Regions from separate parts of the Mus musculus genome. Here region 1 is linked to region 2. The links are chromatin contacts, called in public Hi-C maps. All regions are on one chromosome and are shown on one strand. Each heading gives the region's core, a stretch centred on a gene start, on an enhancer-like site or on the middle of the called end of the contact. The rest is flanking DNA. Distances are from core to core; before and after follow the strand shown. Region 1 overlaps Creb3l2 (cAMP responsive element binding protein 3-like 2). Region 2 overlaps Dgki (diacylglycerol kinase, iota).

Region 1 (3,195 bases), core at 592-3,091, 140 kb after region 2:
TTGACATCCATCAGTGTATTCTTTACAGACTCAAAGATGATCATACACGGAGTCAGCTGAAGTGAAACTGGTCATTGAATGGGTTCTGATTTCTAAGAACTTACAAACAGCCCTTTAAGATGAGCAAACACTGTAGTTCCCAATGCATGCTTTCAGTTTGGAATTCTGGCAGAAGGCAACAGCTTGGTGACATGCAGATTGCTGCTGCTTTTCCTGCTGGAAATGTGCTGCAGTCACATTAATGTGATATTGACAACAGCCCCATGGAATGACATGTGCACATGTCATTAGACACAAAACGTCACTATTACAAATAACCACAGAAGGGAGAACTGTACCAGGACCCAGGTGAAAATAAAGGGCCATGGTAACAACCAGTCTAATAGCAGTGAGGTCTGTAGCCACTAATGTCTAATAATAATGACACAAATATATGCATAGGGATACATGTTTGTATGTGTGTATCCATGAATGTGATCGTATGCTCATGTGTACTTGTGTGTACATGCATATACATGTATGATGTGTGCATATATGTATGTGGATACATGTTGGTACAGATGTATATTTGTGTATATGTGTACTTGTATGTACATGTGTACCTGTTTGTACATGTATACACATGAACATGTATGTACCTATGTGCACACATATGGGTACATGTACATGTGTGTCTGTGTAGATACATGTGTATATGTATGTATATATATATATATATGTGTGTGTGTGTGTGTGTGTGTGTGTATGTGTGTGTGTGTGTGTGTGCATATGTGTACCTATGTATATGGGTAGATATGTATATACACATTTATGCATGTGCATTTTGTACCTATGTGTATATGTATATATGTGTGTACCTGTGTGAATATGTGCACATATGCATATATGTATATATCTGTGTGTATATCAGCATATGTATGTATCTGGGTATACCTGTGTACATGTGTGTATATATATATATGTGTGTGTGTGTGTATGTATGTATGTGTATCTGCATATGGGTATGTATATGTGTTAGTGTACATATGTGCATATGTGTATATGAGTGTATGTATATATATATGTGTGTCTGTGTGATACATGTATGTATGTGTGTATATGTATATATGTATGTATATATATATATATATATATATATATATATATATATACATATACACACACATACCTGTGTGTATGTATGTGTGTGATGAAAGTAAAAAGGGGACCATGAGAGGTGAGAGAGTGTAATGAATACAGGTGACTGGAAAGCAGAAGAGAGACTGGTTGAAGAGAACAAGTAAGAAACAAGTACAATGAGGTGTGTATGGAAATGCCACTATGGAACCCATTTACTTTTTATGCTAACTTCAAAACACTCATAAACAATGAAGGAAAATAAATCCCTTGTGGAACGTCTATAGGTGTATTGAAAACAATGCAAATGATAGAGAGGCTCAGATGAGCCCTGCACAGCGCGAGGTGTCAGGAAGTCAAACCCAGGATTTATTTAGATAAATGGAAAAGATGAGACCTGTTCCTCTCTCAGATGCCAAGTAGATGGATTGCTTTAGTGATGCTTAGTGGGTGCGTGAATGGCAGGATGAGAAGACTGGCTGTGAATACGGAGGAGCCCAGGTTTAGACCTCACCATGACAACTCTGTGCCTCCAACCAAGTTCCTTAAGTTGTGTGCTTCAGCAGCTAAGCAAAGCTAGCTTCTGAAACCACATCAGCTAACAGGATCATGGAAGAATCACTCTGCCTGGGGAAATCTGGTTTGCTAGAGCAAATGCATCTCTGAAAGGCGCCACTGTTTCTTCAGTGGCTGGCGGATGAAGAGAGCCTCTTTCTCGGGAAGGCCTCAGAATGGATACATTATTTTGAGGTGATGCAGGACATTCTGTGATGGCAGTGGACAGCTGTCATCAAGTGCAGGACTGAAAACTTGGGTGGCAAGAATCAGGCAACCAGCCTGCAGGACTTGATGTAAGGAAAGCTATCAAGGAAACAAAAACTAGAGCTACAAAAACATCTATAAAAAGCCCAGTGGCGTCTCCAAAACTCCATACGCCCTGCTCATTGCTATTGTATTTTGAATCTTGTGAGCAAGGCCAATTATGGCTTAATGAATTCTTGGGCTTCTGGGATCAAGGTCTTAATTTAGAGGGAGAAACATTCTTAACATACATTTTTATCTGGGCCAAAGGATTTTTCAAAACTTGTTAAACTGGAGTGTCCAGCTTGATTGAAAATGTATATTCTTGTCCTAAGGTGAAGTGTAAAAATAAACTTAGTGGCTTATCTTCATATATATCCTGGCAAAAGAGCAGTCAAGGGGAGCTACAGCCTGGGCCCAAATAAAACATCACCCTGTATCCCACACAGCACATAGAAAACAAACAAACAAAAACCTGGGAAGAGCATTCAAAAGCTTTAAGAGAATAAGACAATATCTTGCAGGAACTGGAAAATACATTAGTGGCTTAGTGTGTTATCTTTATATTTGGCTTAATTTTGTTTTCTTATATACCCTTCATTTCCAACATAGAAAGGGAGCGATATTAAGTGAGAAAGATATACAGCTAGTGTAGGTAAGCCTTTGAATAGTCAAGAAATTAATTTCCCATTGGAATCAGAAATCAGGAAAAAGAATACACTGAGAGATCCCAGTTATGGGGCAGGAGAGTCACCCCATACCCTGCCTGGTATACACACTTATATTTCATAGTGCACCTTACTAGAAAATGAATTAAATGGGTCATGAGACACATGCACACACGTGAGTGTGTGTGTCTCTGTGTGTGTGTGCAACTCTCTAGGTGAATCAGCCTCCTTCAGAAAATGATGAAATCTTTTTTTTTTTTTACATCCTTATGAATACCTAGAGAGATGCTTTCCAGGTGCCAAGTCATGGACTCTTAGTGAGACGAGATCAATTGGGTTGTGACTGCTGTATCATTTTAATACAATGAAATCAAACCAAAAATACAGAATCAGGGAACAACTATCAGCAACTAACAGTAATGAATAAGATATACATACCAGTTAGCTATAGCATAAATAAATATGTTTATATATTATGCCTGCTGTAGGTAAAGTGGGCTTCGCCTAATGCTGCTTGTGTTACAGTGTTAATTTTGGTCCCCCCAAACTACCTACATGAGTGTCTACACGTAAGACATTGAGAGACACTGTCCCCAGTTGGTTCGGATTG
Region 2 (2,905 bases), core at 324-2,823:
ACAGTGACATTATATTTTTTATTTCAAAATAAAATTCCATATTAAAATGCATTTATTTATAGTGATATAGTGGGGATTTTTATTATTTATTTATTTATTTATTTTTAGTTAAGCTTTGGGCATTAATTACCAACATGAATTTTACATTGTCTCTTCAAATTCTGAGTGCCAGAGTAAATTTCCTCTTGTACTACTGTGGCTCTTCAAACTAGCCATCTCTGTCTTGTATGGACAACTCTTGGGGTAATATAAAAATAGTCCTTTCATTTTCAAATTAAATTCGCTATATGCTCCCTGAAGTTTGTCAGACTTCATTATATCTCTTTTTTCATTGTTGTAATTTTGAAAATACCCATCAGGTATCAAACCAGTACATGCAGGTCTGGTTTTATAATAATTATTCTTACCCATAACTATTTTTAAAAGCCCACAGAGACACCTCACCCCTCAGGTCTGATTGATCTGTTCCAAATGACGGCAATTAGTAGACATATGGACACTCTCGTCTACCTAATGGAAAGCTGACTGCCTCACTCAGACATATTTTCCATCCAAATCTATTTTAAATGAACTGGGAAAACCACACAGAGCCACTTCACACACAATGCAATTTGCAGAGCACCAGCAGAGGCGCAAGGAACTACAGCAGCTTGTGCCCGGCCTCAGCCCCATGCCCCAGCACAGATACATCCCTACAATAGAAAGGGCACTGCAACTAGTTCATGTCCTCAAAGCCCACAGGTTGGAAACTTAATTCCTGTTGCAAGCAACAGTGTTGAGAGGTGGGGCCTCTAATCAGAAATCAGGGGACAAGGACGGACGGCAGCCTCACAGGTGACTGATCTGGTATCAGGGCAGTGGGGTTACTGTAAAGGGGAGCTCAGCAAGGCCTAGTCCTCTCCTTCCCTCTCACATAGATCATTTACAAAAGGCAAACCCTCAGCAGACACTAGCACCTTGAAACTGGAGCTTGGAGCCCTAGCACTGTGAAAAATACCTGTGTTACTCTTATAAATCACTTTGTCTACAACATTGTTACATCACTATGAAACTGTCTGAGACGCCAGTAACTCTTTCTGCTCACAACTGCACTTCAGATTACCAAGGCATGTGCCCCAACGGTGTTTGGCTTGTTGTTGTTGTTGCTCTTGTTGTTTTAATTGTATAAAACCCATCTTATACCTGGGGCCAAGGATCTATTTGACCCTGTGAACGTGGAACCTCTAGATCTCATCTCATTCATTCCTAAATGAAAAGGCAGACAAAATAGTTCTAAGCTTTCTCCTACTTTGAAAACTCCATATGAATAAAAAAGGATGGCCCTGGGGGACCAGCAGGTGACCCCTGGACCTCTGGAACTCCAGCTCTGGCTCCTCTATTTCCCAGGAGCAGCTTATACAGTCCATGCTCTTACCCCAGTGAGAGACAGAACCCACTGTCTGACACACAACATGGTCAGGAAGGCCAATGAGAATGGCTACAAAAGACTTTGCCCAGTATCAAAAGTGCTGTCAGTGTGCATGCTGGGTCCTCCCAGGGCCTCTTGTCTCCCAGACTGGCTCCAGGCAGCTATTTTTATTCACATGCCTCCTGAGTTCCTCTTTTCTACCTCTCCTGTTTGTCAACAGCGCATACGAGAGTGACCATCTGCTGTCCGTTCTATTTTTGCCATTTGTAGACTGAAACTGGCAGTCGAGAGAAGGTTGAAACAGAGGTCTCTCTCTTGCGGAGAACAACTCCAGGTTGAATTGTTCCTGGTAGTTCCCAGCAGTTTTGCTCTATAACTTCCATTGTTGTGGAGGGAAAGGAAGCTGTCTTACCACCACAAAGAACATCACTACTTGCTCACCCTCACCTGAGAGTAAAGATCAAGAGGAAGCCCATTGCCGCTTTTCATGGCAGGCAAATCCAGGCACCACACACACACACACACACACAGACACACACACACAGACACACACACACACACACACACAGACACACACACAGACACATACACACACACACAGACACACACACACACACACACACACAGACACACACACACAGACACAGACACACACACACACAGACACACACACACAGACACACACACACAGACACACACACACACACACACAGACACACACACACAGACACACACACACACACACACACACACACAGACACACACACAGACACACACACACACAGACACACACACACAGACACACACACACACAGACACACACAGACACACACACAGACACACACACACACACACACACACACTCTAAAAATCAGCACAGCTGGGCCAAAGCTCTCCCCATTCTCAGGGATTGAAAACACTTGGCTTATTAATTTTGATTGAAAGAGCAGCTTCCTCTGTCTCTCACATTAGACTGCATTCCCAAGATTCTGGTCAAAAAGGTGAGAGCCGATCGGCACTGCCTGGCGCGGACTCCAGATGTCATGCTTCAGTTCTTTCTCCTGGAAGCTGATTGAGGTCGGACTCACAGGAAACTCTCTAGGGGTGGGCAGTCTGGCTGCCTGTGGTTCCAGACTCTGGTCCCCAAGCAAGAATTTCAGCTACGCCAGGTATATCGGGTCGCCCATTAAATCGTTAAGATGTCTCCAGGAGTTCAGCACTGTTATTCTATTTTTTTTCTCAAAACTACAGAACGGGAGACGGTCTCGGTGCCTCGTGCCTGAAATGTAAACTAGAAATTTCTCAGGCCACCCCCATCCTTCCACCAGACCCAACAGAGCCTAGCTGCTCTATGTGTGTTCAAAAGCCATGCAAATACCAAATCAGGGAAAGCTCTAGAAAGCACCTATGTCTTGTCAGTGACTTCATGCTCAGACTATGGCCGAAGATGTAAACTTTTCTCAAACACAAATTATCTCTGTGCGTCATGAGGCCGTT

What was found. Hi-C and Micro-C count contacts between places; a contact is called where the count stands out from the background.
Region 1: a contact with region 2 is called in a Hi-C map of cortical glia, with 3 times the contacts expected there. The contact joins two enhancer-like sites. A contact is called at or near these places in 10 of 484 Hi-C or Micro-C datasets (the N1E-115 cell line, cerebellar granule neurons, cortical glia and 6 more), 1 of 115 datasets of contacts at active chromatin or transcription factors (fibro-adipogenic progenitors) and 2 of 9 other capture datasets (embryonic stem cells and liver).

What each region holds. Positions count from the first base shown.
Region 1 is chr6:37,339,005-37,342,199 of GRCm38.p6, forward strand. All of the region lies in intron 8 of Creb3l2 (cAMP responsive element binding protein 3-like 2), which reads right to left. Among named protein-coding and RNA genes, the nearest start is that of Dgki, 41 kb to the left of the region's middle. Within about 2 kb of position 1,842, at least 8 of the 459 cell types and tissues checked have an H3K27ac peak or open chromatin away from gene starts, as enhancers often do. A contact at or near this core is called in cortical glia, where this site is marked.
Region 2 is chr6:37,195,453-37,198,357 of GRCm38.p6, forward strand. The region is part of intron 1 of Dgki (diacylglycerol kinase, iota); the gene reads right to left. Among named protein-coding and RNA genes, the nearest start is that of Dgki, 100 kb to the right of the region's middle. Within about 2 kb of position 1,574, at least 18 of the 459 cell types and tissues checked have an H3K27ac peak or open chromatin away from gene starts, as enhancers often do. A contact at or near this core is called in cortical glia, where this site is marked.